Linked DNA regions of Mus musculus: region 1 is linked to region 2. The links are chromatin contacts, called in public Hi-C maps. All regions are on one chromosome and are shown on one strand. The core of a region is the stretch at or near the end of the contact, and the rest is flanking DNA. Distances in the headings are between cores, read along the strand shown.

Region 1 (6,215 bases), core at 2,101-4,600, 47 kb after region 2:
TAAACTACAGTTCCTTAGGCACCTGAGCCTCATTTCAAGTGACCTTAGCCACACGTGTGTCTAGAGGATAGCACACACAGGGGACACTGGCCCCAGCACAGAAAGGGTCGCAGGCGCACTGTGCTAGAGAGAGAACTCAAGGCTTGGGTGGGAAACATTTTGGAGAGAAAGAGGGAAGCCAGTGGGGACCGGCTCCAGTGACTCAGTGAGCTTGTCGGTGGCTAGAGCCAACGCCAGCATAGGGCCTGGCGCTCAGCCACTGTCCAGAGAAACGGAAGATGATGATTCCCGAGGAATTTCCAGGTGCTCTCACCTCCAAATAGCCCCCACCCAGCTGCCATCTTCCTCCAGGAATCCTGGCTGCCCGAGAGGTCAATAGAATGTGACCAAGGGGGCAGTGGGACTGTCAAGGCCGAGTCAGGAAGGCACAGCAGCTTCCCAATCCGTCTCTTGAACTCATTTCCCGTGGCAGAGGCTGACCCTGGTGATTTGAGTCGCGCCTTTCCAGCTGCGCGCATGCGCGGTGCCTTTTCCCGGTAATGTTTCATATGCTCTTGATGTAGATTCTCCTGTTGCTCACTGCAGGGCTGTGTGGGATGCTGACGCTGGCGGGTGGCGACTGGGGAGGCTCTGCCTGTCTCTGAGGTTCTCCTGCCTTTCTGTCTTCTGCATTTATCAGTAAGAAGGGAGGGCTGAGTCTCCAACTGCAGTAGAGAATTTGCCCGCTTCTGCAAATCTACCTGGTTTCGCCTCCTCCGATATGAGACCCTCTCGTCAGGGAGCCCAGCTGCGTGGATGCCGGGGACGCTATGGCTTTGAGGACTGGCCCACCGAGCCAAAGGTGGAACCTGTTTGTCCACAAATCCTTTTCCTCACCGTGATGGCTGCTTTGCTTGATGGATCTGCAGCTGCTTGGCTTACTTTTTGATTTGTGTGAGCAAAACCGGCGCCTTTCTCCACCACTTTACCTTTAGCTTGTGTTTCAGTATTGAAAGTCTGCCTTTTTGTACACAACATGTGGTTAGGTCTCACTGCTGTTTAATCCATGGTGCTAGTCTCTGACCTCTGACTAGTAGTACGTTTAGGTCACTCCCATTTAGAGAGATTTTTAAAATGGTAGGGGGAGACACAATATGTCAGGACAAACTGTGCACGAGCACACTGTTTAGAAAAGCAGGACAGGCTCAGAATGACAGAAAGACTCACAGGGACCCCTTGGAGGAGCTGACTTTTAAACTGAGCTTTGAAGGCTCTGACGAACCCTTACTGCTGAGTGAGCCACAGGCTCTAAGAACCCGGAAGGGCCGTGGGGACCGTCTAAGCTTCTATGTTACATGAAGGAAAAGGGCTGCACATGTGACTGGTACCACTTTTGTGTTGTTTTGTGAGTTTTATTGTATTGTTTTGTGGTGTGAGCCTGCGCCTGAGGGCAGGGATGGCAGCAGGGTGTGGCAACTCACTATGGTGTAAGTTTGAGAACTCTGGGCGGGGGGGGGGGGGGGGGATGCAGTCCACAGAAGGGGGTCAGGTGCCACTGCCACATGGGAGGGAGACTGGGACAAGCACTGTGGCTGAGGTCCCCTGAGATGCCAAGTGTCTTTGTCTTTCCCAGCAGAGAGAGGCGAGTTCTTTTACTCGAGGGGGGAGGAACCGCTCGCACTAGGGAGGTGAGGCTGGTGTGGGTCCTATGATGCAGGCCTTACTAGGTGCAGTTTGAGCTGAGAGAGTTAGGGTGGGAGCATGAGTATGCAGATGGGCTGGAAGGGGGTGTGGGGGAACGAGAGGGCAGGGCAGCCATGCTTGCTTCCAGACATGGGATGCAGCAGCTTTACAAGGCCCCAGAATGGGGCGTCCCTCTCCCTCCAAGCTCCTCTGCTATGCTTATGATGGCATTGGAGAGGGAGCCCAAGAGCCTGGGCAGGGAGAGGGGAGAGCATGGGGCAGTGGGTCCTGGCATGTCTGGGTCTAGGGTGGTGACTCTCAGACCCAGTCTCAGGAGGTACAGTGGGACAGAATCTCTTCATCCATGTGTGCGCATAGGAATCTCCCATTCTCCTCCCCAGACTTTTCCCCCATGTGTGATGCATACGACGGTGTCTGCTGGTGTCCGACACCAGAGAAACCAACAACAGGGTGTCCTGCCTCTCTTCCTAAAGGGCACTGGGGAAGAGAGTCGAGGCACCTCCCTTCTCTGATGTGGCGGGAAACCTTGGGTCGAGTTTTTTACTCTGGATGGTGGTACAGTGGGGGCCAGGGCTCACAGCCGAGGTCTGGAACTCTGGTTGGAGCTGTCTTCAGAGCTCTATTATGGAGCCCCAGCCCTGGGCAGGAAAGCTCATTAGCAGACGTGATAGATGTGAGCACATGACTGCCGAGTCGTGTCCCGTGTCCCTGTTGAACTGGAACTCCTGCTCCTTCTCCATTAGCAGCGGTGTCTGCATGCTCAGCCATCCCTCTGGACCCTTCTGAATTCTCCCAGGGCTCTGAATGCAGTCTTTTTTATGCAAGGGTCTTGGACACGTCCGGGTGTGTGCGGCGCAAGCCTACAAACTCTCTCACCTCTACCAGAGATAATAAGGTCAGTAAACAGCAAACTGGGCTGTGAGGCGGGCTCACCAGTGGGGAGGCCTGCAGAATTCAGCAGGGATGCAGAGAGGAACCCAGGGTGCTGGGTCGTGGAATGGTATCTAGAAAACACACTAACCAACCACCCATGCAATGTCACTGGGTCCTTGAGATGTCCTGCAAGCTGGAGCAGGGGCAGCTCTGGGATTGCAGCCGGCTAAGGGAAGCCAGGGGGCGGGGTCTGTAAGGATGCTGGGGGCAGCTATCGCTTTTTACAGGTCTTTTATACCCTAGAGCCTGGGCAGGCCATAAGGACAAAGGGTGCCCGGGACACAAGCAGGTAGTTTGGAAGTTTGGTGTAAATTTAGAAGCAACTTCTACCTTCTCTTTCACCTGCGTGCCATTGGGCTTGGCCATGCGTGGCCCACGGTTGGCACAAATATTTGGAATCTGTGAGTAAAGAAGCTGGAAGTGGGCTCAGAAAATGCTGCCCAGGCCCATGTAACAGATGCCGGAGGAAACACATGTGAGCTCACACACACAGGTTGCTGGAGTGAGAGGCTGAAGAGGGTAGGGGTGGGATAAGGGACTGGAGTGCTCAAAGGCTGCAGATCTTCCCTCTGGGCCTTGGGGTGGGGGGTGGGATGGGAGGGAATCTCCCTAAGGGCTCTGAGCTAGAGCAGGACTGGTCCCCTCTTCCCTGCTCCAGCTCCAGAGCTGCCAGCACCGCCCCCTCCCCCTGCAACCCCCCCCCCCCCGGAGCTGTGTGCCCGGCAGAGGGGCAGCTGCTGGCTGAGCAGCTCCTGCGTCCTGCAGAAGCTTTGGGAACAGTGCCTGGGTGTCCTCCTGCCCTCACCCGGAGAAGCCACTGCAGGGGTGGGGGGCAGAGCACTGAGACCAAGACAGAGGACACCACTCAGAAATGCCAGGGCAACTGAACTGTGGACCAGGGTGGGCTGAGAAGGAAATGCTAACCTTGTGAGTCTACACACCCCTCCCTGTCTAGCAATGAAGCCCCGTGCTCTCACAGAACTTTCTGAGGATGCTCTAGTTCCATTATCTCTTAGAGAGAGGAGCACGCGCACTGCACGGGGTCATTCTCCACTGAGCTTGTTGCTGTGCTCAGGTAGTTCAGGGAATAAGTAAATGCTGCTCTCTGCTCTCAGCCGATGCCCCTGGTGGGAAAGAAGTGGGCTTCAAATTTCCACTTCACATCCTCCTGGAGCACGAAGAGTTAATGGAGCACACATCATCCTAAAACATGCCCCCTCCCAATCCCTGCTCTCCCCCCAGCCTGTAGCTGTCAGGGAACTAAAAAAAAAAAAAAAAAAGGTTGGCACACAGCCAATGAGACTCATCTGTGTATTGGCTGTGCCCTGCCCTGCTTGTGCCACTAAATGCCTAAATGTCATTTCCAGTAAATCCTCTTACTTGTACTTCAAGTTTCCATTTCCAGACAAGAGAATCCTGCAATCAGCCCCCGGGCCTGGGGTCTCTCTGGCCTCTCAGGTTTAAGAGTTAGACTCTGTGTGTGTGCTGCCATGGTTCTGTGAACTCTGCTTCAAGAACAGGATGATGCGGAGGCCGATACCCAAATGCCACCTTCCACGCTCAGAAATAACAACTGGTGCACAGGGCCTGCACAGGGTCAAAGCAGATATGTTCATAGCATCTACTGGGGGAACTGAACTCCCCCAATTCCTAACCAAAAAACAAACAAACAAACAAAAAATACCCTTCCAGTCTTTTAAGGGCCTGAAAGGAGTTTCTCCAGTTTCGTCTCACTGGGTATATAAACTACATTTAAGGGTAGGTCCAGTGTCCAGCAGCATGTGGCCACCAGGAAAAGAACTCGATGGCATCCTTGGCAGGGTTTTTTTGGTCTCATATTTTTGTTTGAGATTTGTGTTTTGTGCTCTCTCTCCCCCTCCCTCCCCACACCCCCTCTCTTTTTCCCCTTTGCCTTCCTCCCCTGTGTCCCTCGGTGTGTTACTAGTCTTGTTTGTATATTATGTTTTCTGATTTTGTCTTAATTTTTTTTCCTTTTCATTTGAATTTTTTTTTTCTTTTTTAAATTTGCCGCATTGTTTTATGAAAAGAAAGAGAAAGGAAGTCTGGTGTTGGAAGAGGCGGGAGGATCTGGGAGGAGATGCCTGGAGCAGAAACCACGATCAGAATTTACTGTATAATTTTTCAACTAATAAACATGAGTTGTACTCTGTAGAGAGCCTCGCATGGCACACACTCGTGCTGCCCTTAGTTGTGGGTAGCATCTCACGGGCGTCTCTTGAGTTACTGCAGGACGTGGATGGGGACCCTGTTTGGGAACTCTGGGAAGGGGTGTAAGACTTACCTGCTGACTCCTCACGCTGGTCTGAAACTGGAGCTGTCGCACAGGGAGGCTCCCTGGAGCCCCCTTGCAGGGCTGGCTGCACCTTGGCGACAGCTGTGGGCTGAGTGGTGTTCCTCAAGGAGCCTGGGTTGGAACGGGAAATTGCAGTGAGGCTGAGCCATGGGGGGTCACGTTCGGGTCAGTTCTCTCTGACCGTGTAGCTGTTGTGAATGGATGTTGAGGGTGTGGCTTCCTCCCTGGAGAGGTGGGCTGACGTGAAGGCAGACTGAGCCTGCTCTCTCTTGCCTGGAGGCGCCCTGGGATGACAATACCGGCCAGAACGGTTGCCCTCATCCCTTGATCTCAGACTTTCCCAGACTCTAGAGGTAAGAATAAATGTGTGTCGCCCCCCCCCCAATAAACTCTGCAGTCTTGTGTCACAGTGGGACAGGATGGGCTAAAAGATCAGGGTAAGGAGCCGGTTCTGAGGACATCACAGAGGCGCCCTCGCAGAGCCTGAACTCGGGCCTTTCCCTTTTGAATAGTTTTTCATGGTGTAGCAGCCTACAAGCGGAACAAGCTTATAGTTTTGATAGCTATATTTCAGGGCCATCCTTTGTATCATGAAACAGTAACAGAACATCAGCATCATGGCTCCTTGAACCGCATGCAGCATGTGGCGCCGTTTGTCTGACTTTTTACTTTATGTCTTGAGGAGGCTTTTATCCACCTTGGACTGAAGCCCCAAGAAGCAGGTGCACCGCTCCTTATAGGAGTCTGCTGGGGAGAGAGCGGCTTCAGCCATGGATGAAGCTCTAACAGTGCTGAAAGGCTAAGACGATGCTAAGTGTATAGCTGATCGCTTATTATTATAAAATATAGTACAATATTAATATATTTTATGAATCCTTTGATGATTTTATTATACATTTGTGAACATAATCACCTCCCCACCTCCCACTAACTCTTCCCAGATCTATTCCCCTGTAAACTCCGTGTCCCTCTTTTTTTCCTTTTTTTAAAAATTTTATTTGTTTTGAGACAGGGTCTCTATGGATGTAGCCTTGGCTGTCCTAGAACATGCTATGCAGACCAGGCTGGCTTTGAACTCAGAGATCCACCTGCCTCTGCTTTGTGAGTTCTGGAATTAAAGATGCACACCACCCACCATGCCCAGCCGACAGAACCCTGCTGCCCGTATACAGATATACGTTTGTATGACATGTGAGATCATCCACTGGCTCACAGTTGACCGACCAGAGACCACTCCCTACTGCTTCTCAGCCTGGGCTGGGGACTCTCGAGCCTCTCCATGATG
Region 2 (6,997 bases), core at 745-3,244:
CGGACAAAGCAGCAAGAAACTGTCCTTGCCTGGCCACTCTACTCCGGCTTGAGCCAAGAAGATGGCTCACTCCAAACTTAGTGGGACCACAGAAGCAGGGAATCCAGCAGACTTGTGGACACAGGGTGGAGAGCAATGTCCCCACAGCATTTCCAGGAACCCAAGCTAGACTGGGGAGGAACAGTAAGGGACATGTGTGTGGGCCATGGGGCCACATGCGTCACTCTGCAGATGGGAAAGCGGTGATCTTACAAAGAGAGGACGTAGGAAAGATGAACTCTGAGGGGCCATGTGGCACAGCTATACACGGATGTCTCCTAGGTTCCCCAGGGCCTGCTGACCCTGTCTTTCATTGTACATCCTATTTGGTCAACCATTTCCCTAGTAAAGTGGGGGTCAGCTCCAGGCATGAGGAGCAAGCATTACAGCCAGGGCTGGGTAAAAAACCACGGCCTTCCAGCTTTAAACCTAAGGGCTGAGACCCTTCCCCGAAGGGCAGGGGTGTGAGGTTTCAGGGTTGGGGTCTGGATAGTATCTTCAAACAGGTCTTTACAAAGATGGAGGTAAAGACTTCTAGGCCTTTCTGAGGGACCCCCTTCTATCCATCTTACATATCACCTCGAAGGAAAATTCTAGAATCTGCAGCAATCCACGGAGCTAGTTCTTTAAAAGGAATGTGCTACACACAGAGACACAAACACAGGCACACACCCACGATCCCCAAGAGGAGGAAGGAACCGGGGACAGGTCCGGGCCTCCAACTGCCCAGGTGGCTGCCACCAGGAAGGGAGGCCCTCCTGAGTGACACCCCTAACACACACACGCGCGCGCGCACACACGCACACACACCCCACAGGTATACACACACCTCCATGCTCAGGAAGCAAGGGACAGACTCCAGCCTGGCTCACAGATTCACAGCCAAGCAAGGACTTGGGATAAGAACCCCAGGATGAAGACAAGGCAGCAGGGACGGGAATGGGGGGTGGGGGTGACTGAAGGATAGGGCGGAGCCAAAATGGGAGGGCAATGCCACACCACATACATACTCAATCTTACCCATTCACACAAATACACATTCGTAGACTCGCACAAGCAGACACAATATATAGATCATCCTTAGGTATTTCCAGGCAGGTGCACATACATATATGCACATGTCCTGGGCAACATACATCTACACCACAGGCCCACAGACATCTAAACGTCGCCTCAGCCTTCTAAACTCTCCCAATTCCCACGGCCCTGGGAGGTCACTGGCTGTGAACGCCGAGGTAAGGCTAGGATCTCAGCTGCTTCCTTCATCCCGGGGGAGGCAGGCAGCCACTCCTGTCTGATCCCATGTATCAGTGGAGGGCACCTGCTCTGTGACCCTGGCCCAGGTCACAGGCTCTCCTGCACAAAGTCCCTGGCACCTAGAGGTGGCTCCAAGGACTGAGTATCTGACATGGGTTGGGGGATAGCTTCATGTTCCAAAATTGAACCTGTCCCCTCCCAAAACCTGATCTTCCTCGGGGATATTCCGCATCTCTAATGAGGAGCCCCGCATCACCCTACTCTACCCCCAGCAATGAGAACCTGCCCCTCCGCGAGGTCCCACCTGGACACCTTCCGATCCTACACCCAGAGGGCCCCACGCACTGAAACACCCGTTTTCCAGCGACCCCTCCCCAGCCCCCGCCCTAGTTAGCCATGCACAGCCACCGCCAGCCAGAAGCCCGCGGTGGCCCTGTCACCCTGGGGTGGCCGCCCCTACCTCCTTCTTCACAGTGCGCAGCAGCCTCTGGCGGGTCTCGGCCTCTGCGGGACAAGCAGGGAAGCGCGGTGAGCGGCACCGAGGCCGCGGGGCCTGGCCGCCCTCCCGCTGCCCGCCCGTGCTTACCCGCAGGGACCGAAGCCATGGCTCAAGCTGGTCGGTGCCCGGTTCCCGGACGCGTCCCCGCTCCGCGCCCTGCTGCAGCCGCGAGGGGGCGGGACCGGCAGGGGATGAATGACAGCCCAGGATGTAGACGTCAGAACCTGACATCCCGCCCACCCCACCCACGAAAGCTCAGCGCCGCCTCCTGGACAGCATACAGCAGAGCATCCGCATCCAGCCTCCTCCAGGCGTTAGCGACAGGCCTTGCCAAGTTGCCTAGGGTGACCTAAGATGCGGAACCGTGCTCCACATCCCGTGTGTCCATCCACGCGTATTTAGAAACGAGGCAAAGCCAGGCACGGGGCACACTCCTATCGACTCCTCAGTGGGGAGACTGAGGCAGGGGACTCAACCTGGGCGACATAGCCAGGCCCTGCCGCCACAATAAAACTAGACTCATCCTGTATAAAGTGGGTATAAGTTCTAGAATGAGCTGATGATCAAGCGAGATATTTGATGTGTAATTCTCATCATAGACAAGACAAAAAAAACAAAACAAAACAAAACAAAACAAAAAAAGGGCCAGCTTTCATACGGGGTAGCTGCTGCTGTTTCATATACCCCCTTCCTCCGTCCCCTCCTCCCCTTCCCTTCCCCCTCCCCCTCTTCCTCCTCTTTTTACTCCTCCTCCTCTCTTCTCCCTTTCTCCCTTTTCAGACTAATCAGATACACTGACTCCCCATCTGGAAGAAGCCTGCCTCTTCTTCACTTGCTGCTCCCCCTATACTGGGAACCAGGGTTCAGCCAGGATCTCTCAGTCCCAGGGTTGGGAGTTTGAAGCAAAGGAGATGGACACATTGCCGCAGCACTCAGATGGTAGACAGTAAACCATCTGAGCAAGTGATAGAGGGTTGGAAGGTTCTAGAGGGACGTGGAGTCGATGCAGGGGAGATACCAGTGACCGGGGCTGTCTTGTGGAACAAGGGGCATCTTGCTGAGTTTTCTTTCTGAGCAAGAAGGGAAAGGAGGAGGCTGGGGAATGCTTGGGGAAGAGGAATCCATACAGTTCAGCGGTTAAGAGAACTGAGTGCTCTTCCAGAGGTCTTGAGTTCAAATCCCAGCAACCACATGGTGGCTCACAACCATCTGTAATGAGATCTGATGACCTCTTCTGGTGTGTGTGTGTGTGTATACCAGAACCCCTCTTGTGTGTGGCAGTGGTGTCTCTGTCACGATACCCCCCCCCACTCTCTCCTCCCCCACTCTCTCCAGTGAGGTGTGCTTAGTGTCTCCAGGATGCCACAGAATGAGAAATAAGGACTTGACAAATATAATTGAGGACTTACTACATCCGGAGCTCTGGTTGCATAAACTTACCGAGCCTCCAGCCCCCCCCCCCCCCCCCATGAGCCTCACACACAAAGAAAGTCAAGCCCAAGACGTGGGAGAATTTTCTTCAGGTCCATACACAAAGCAAGCAATAGCTCAAGCCATGGACCGGGTGGATCATCTCACCAGGGGCAGGTTAAGATGAATCAGATGTTTCTCGCCAAGCCCTTCAAACCTTTTCAGAGAACATAGAAGTTTTCCTCTAATATAAATGGTTTCTAGTGGTGGTTTCAATATGCTTGGCTGTCCTGGAACTTGCTCTGTAAACTCACTCTCTTGAGCTCAAGAGATTTGCATGGCTCTATCTCCTGAATGCTGGGATCAAAGTCATGGTCCACCATGCCTGGACCTAAGCTTTCCTTCACCTAGATCTAAAAGCTTGTGTCATCCTGTGACAGTTTGACACACAGTCATATCTCCTTATCTCCAAGTGAAACCAATAATCACATCATAATAATATAACTATCCACGGTTTAGCTGCAAACAATAAGCTTAGCTGGGTGGGATCTTGCCCTGAGATCACCACTCCCTTAATCCGTTTGTCTCCTTGAACGTAGGATTCAGCTCCTTTTCATTTCCTGGGGCCCCTTCATTACTTGAAGCACACTCGTTTTTTCTTTTTAAGCTTGCTATGCTTGCTCAAAATGCTCTTCATAAGACTGAATCACAGGATCATGTCTAAATTGGGGTTTCTATGAGACTTAATTGTTAATTCTGTCTAGGCTGGCCCATTAAGCTCCACTTAAAGCATTCCATGGCGTTCCAAACCCAAAGTCCCAAAACCCATATTCTTTCAAACAAAAGCATGGTCAGGCCTATGACAGCAATACCCCACTCCTGGTACCAACTTCAGCCTTTTTATTTATTTATTTTTTAAAAAGATTTATTTACTTATTATATGTAAGTACACTGTAGCTGTCTTCAGACACACCAGAAGAGGGCATTGGATCTCATTGTGGATGGTTGTGAGCCACCAAGTGGTTGCTGGAATTTGAACTCAGGACCTTTGGAAGAGCAGTCAGTACTCTTACCCACTGAGCCATCTCACCAGCCCCCCAACTTCAGTCTTAATTAGAGTTCCATTACTGTGAACAGACACCACGATCAAGGCGACTCTTACAAGGACAACATTTAATTGGGGCTGGCTTACAGGTTCAGAGGTTCAGTCCATCATCGCCAAGGCAGGAGCATGGCAGCATCCAGGCAGGCCTGGTGCAGGAGGAACTGAGAGTTCTACATCTTCATCTGAAGGCTGGAGGAGACTGACTCTGGCAGCTAGGAGGAGGGTCTCAAAGCTCATGCCCACAGTGACATACTTCCCCCAATAAGGCCATACCTCTTAATAGTGTCACTTTCTAGGTCAAGCATATTCAAACACCGCATAGCTCCAGGGCATTTGAGTCGAGCCATTGCCTTGGGGCTGAATCCGGAGCCTTGAACCCTGTCCTACTTAGGTTTACTATTGCTGTGATAAAATACCATGCCCTTGGCTGGGCAGTGGTGGCACACGCCTTTAATCCCAGCACTTGGGAGGCAGAGGCAGGCGGATTTCTGAGTTCGAGGCCAACATGGTCTACAGAGTGAGTTCCAGGACAGCCAGGACTACACAGAGAAACCCTGTCTTGAAAAACCAAAAACCAAAAACCAACCAACCAAACAAACAAACAAACAAAACACCATGCCCAAAAGCAAGTTAAGGAGGAAAGAAAGGGCTTATTTGGTTTATACTTCCCTGTTGTTCCACTGAAGGAAGTCAGGGCAGGAGGCTAGAGCTGTGCAGAGGCCATGAAGGGGTGCTGCTTTTTGGCTTGCCCAGAAATGGCACCTCCCACAGTGAACTCGGTCCTCCCACATCAATAACCAATTGAGAAAATGCGCCCCCCAACACACACACAGAGAGAGAGAGAGAGAGAGAGAGAGAGAGAGAGAGAGAGAGAGATGGCGGCATCTTCTCAGTTGAGGTTCCCTCCTCTCTGATGACTGTGGTTTGTGTCATTGACGTAACACTGGCCAGCACACACCCTATGGCGGCTTAAGAAGCACTAGGAAAGCTTCCTTGTAACTTAGAGCTTTTCCCAGGCTGCGTGCGAATTCCCACCGGTTGATCAGTGATGGGGCTGGCTCACCCTGCAGCGGGAGCCGGGCGGTGCTTCTGGTAGGGTGCCTGCGGCGCCCTCTAGCGACGACTATGGGCATCGCGCGCAGCACTAAGGAGAGGCGCTGGATATGCAGCGATTAGCTCGTCGCGGCCCTGCAACAGCGCACATCTTCACAATTCACAGCTCAGTAAGGATGATAACCACGGCTGCGACTTGTTGATGAGGCCAATGCTGAATGCTACGTATGTTGTCTCACTTAAGCTGCCAATCAACTGCACGAAGGATCCTCCAGGGAAAACAAAGACACACAACAAAGAGAAAGGGGACCTGACCCTTGAGCGAGGCGTTCTCCGTGCAAAGGAACCCCACTTAGCTTGCCTCGCTGCTGCAATGGGTAATCTAAGCGACACCCAGACAGGAGATTCCTCGGAATGTGCTGCGAGGGTGGTTCTGAGATGGTTAGTAAAATCCACAGGGAAGGGCAGCAACCACCTTCCTTAATGTGGGTTAGCCTTGTGCAATCAGCTGGAGACCTGCAGGGGAAGGAAAGGGCAGAGGATGGGGACCGTCCTCTCTAATCGCTTTGCCAGGGACCAATGAACTTTTTTCTTGTTTTGGTTTTTCGAGACAAAGTTTCTCTGTGTAGTCCTGGCTGTCCTGGAACTCACTCTGTAGACCAGGCTGGCCTCGAACTCAGAAATCTGCCTGCCTCTGCCTCCCAAGTGCTGGGATTAAAGGCGTGTACCACCACTGCCCTGCACGAATGAACTTTTTTTTATTCATTGGGTTTGAATCGGGATTTTGGTGTTTCACGGACTCTAGCTTACCAGACACTGAGCTGAGACGCCTGCCTCCCTGGCCCTCCAGTTCATTGGCTGCAAAGCTTGGACATCTCAGCCTCCGCAGCTCCCCATGTACAACATACAGTGTGTGTGTGTGTGTGTGTGTGTATCTGTCAGCTCTCTTGCTCTTCTGAAAACCCTTGCCTTTCTGGGACACAGGGAAACACTGTCGTACTCATCTCACGGGACTGTCTCACATCGTTGGCACCTTTGTCTTCATAGATGACAACCAGTATTCCATTTCCTGAGAGGCAGCTTTGCTGACCCCAGGACTCTAGCATTTTGGGCTCATGGGACAGGCGCCCAGGGTGACAAAGGTCTGTCAAGAATATACCTGTACTATGACATGATCCGACGATGACTTAAGCAATGAGGGTTTTTCTGACTGTAGAGATGGTTCTGGACATATTCGGTTGGCTCACCGACCTGTGGGCTCTGGACCTCACCCTATCTCAGAAATTAAAAATGTCAAAATATTCGTGTCCAGGACCAGCGGTAGGGCTCCATGGGTGAAGGTACTTGCTGCCAAGACTGACAACCTGAGTTCAGTCCCCAGGACCCCCTTGGTGGGAGGAGGGAAGTGACCCCACAATTTTTCCTCCAACTGCCACACATGCGCTATGGCGCGTGTACATACAACCCAACTCCCACACATGCACACTGCCACGTACTCACACGAGTATACACAAACTGTTTAAAAGGGTTTTGTGTGTGTACCAGAACACACTCAAACTTGCCATTCCCTGATCAGACAGGATAGCACCTCTGTGTATGTTACACTGGCTGTCATGTTAAGCCACACGGGGAGG

What was found. A called contact is a pair of places that touch in the nucleus more often than the background predicts.
Region 1: a contact with region 2 is called in a Hi-C map of nephron progenitors, with 2.6 times the contacts expected there. The contact joins the promoter of Aym1 here to the promoter of Sgsm1 in region 2. A contact is called at or near these places in 7 of 39 promoter capture datasets (the SN4741 cell line, cranial neural crest, embryonic stem cells and 3 more), 1 of 15 datasets of contacts at CTCF or cohesin (embryonic stem cells), 10 of 484 Hi-C or Micro-C datasets (cerebellum, cortical neurons, embryonic stem cells and 2 more), 5 of 115 datasets of contacts at active chromatin or transcription factors (embryonic stem cells and forebrain) and 2 of 9 other capture datasets (embryonic stem cells and macrophages).

What each region holds. Positions count from the first base shown.
Region 1 is chr5:113,353,944-113,360,158 of GRCm38.p6, forward strand. It overlaps Aym1 (activator of yeast meiotic promoters 1), which reads left to right and starts at 3,351. Exons shown (of 1, transcript NM_001012726.2): 1 at 3,351-3,878. The coding sequence starts at 3,574. The coding sequence ends at 3,711. It also overlaps 1700016C19Rik.
Region 2 is chr5:113,308,792-113,315,788 of GRCm38.p6, forward strand. It overlaps Sgsm1 (small G protein signaling modulator 1), which reads right to left and starts at 1,995. Exons shown (of 25, transcript NM_172718.3): 1 at 1,883-1,995; 2 at 1,757-1,800. The coding sequence starts at 1,901.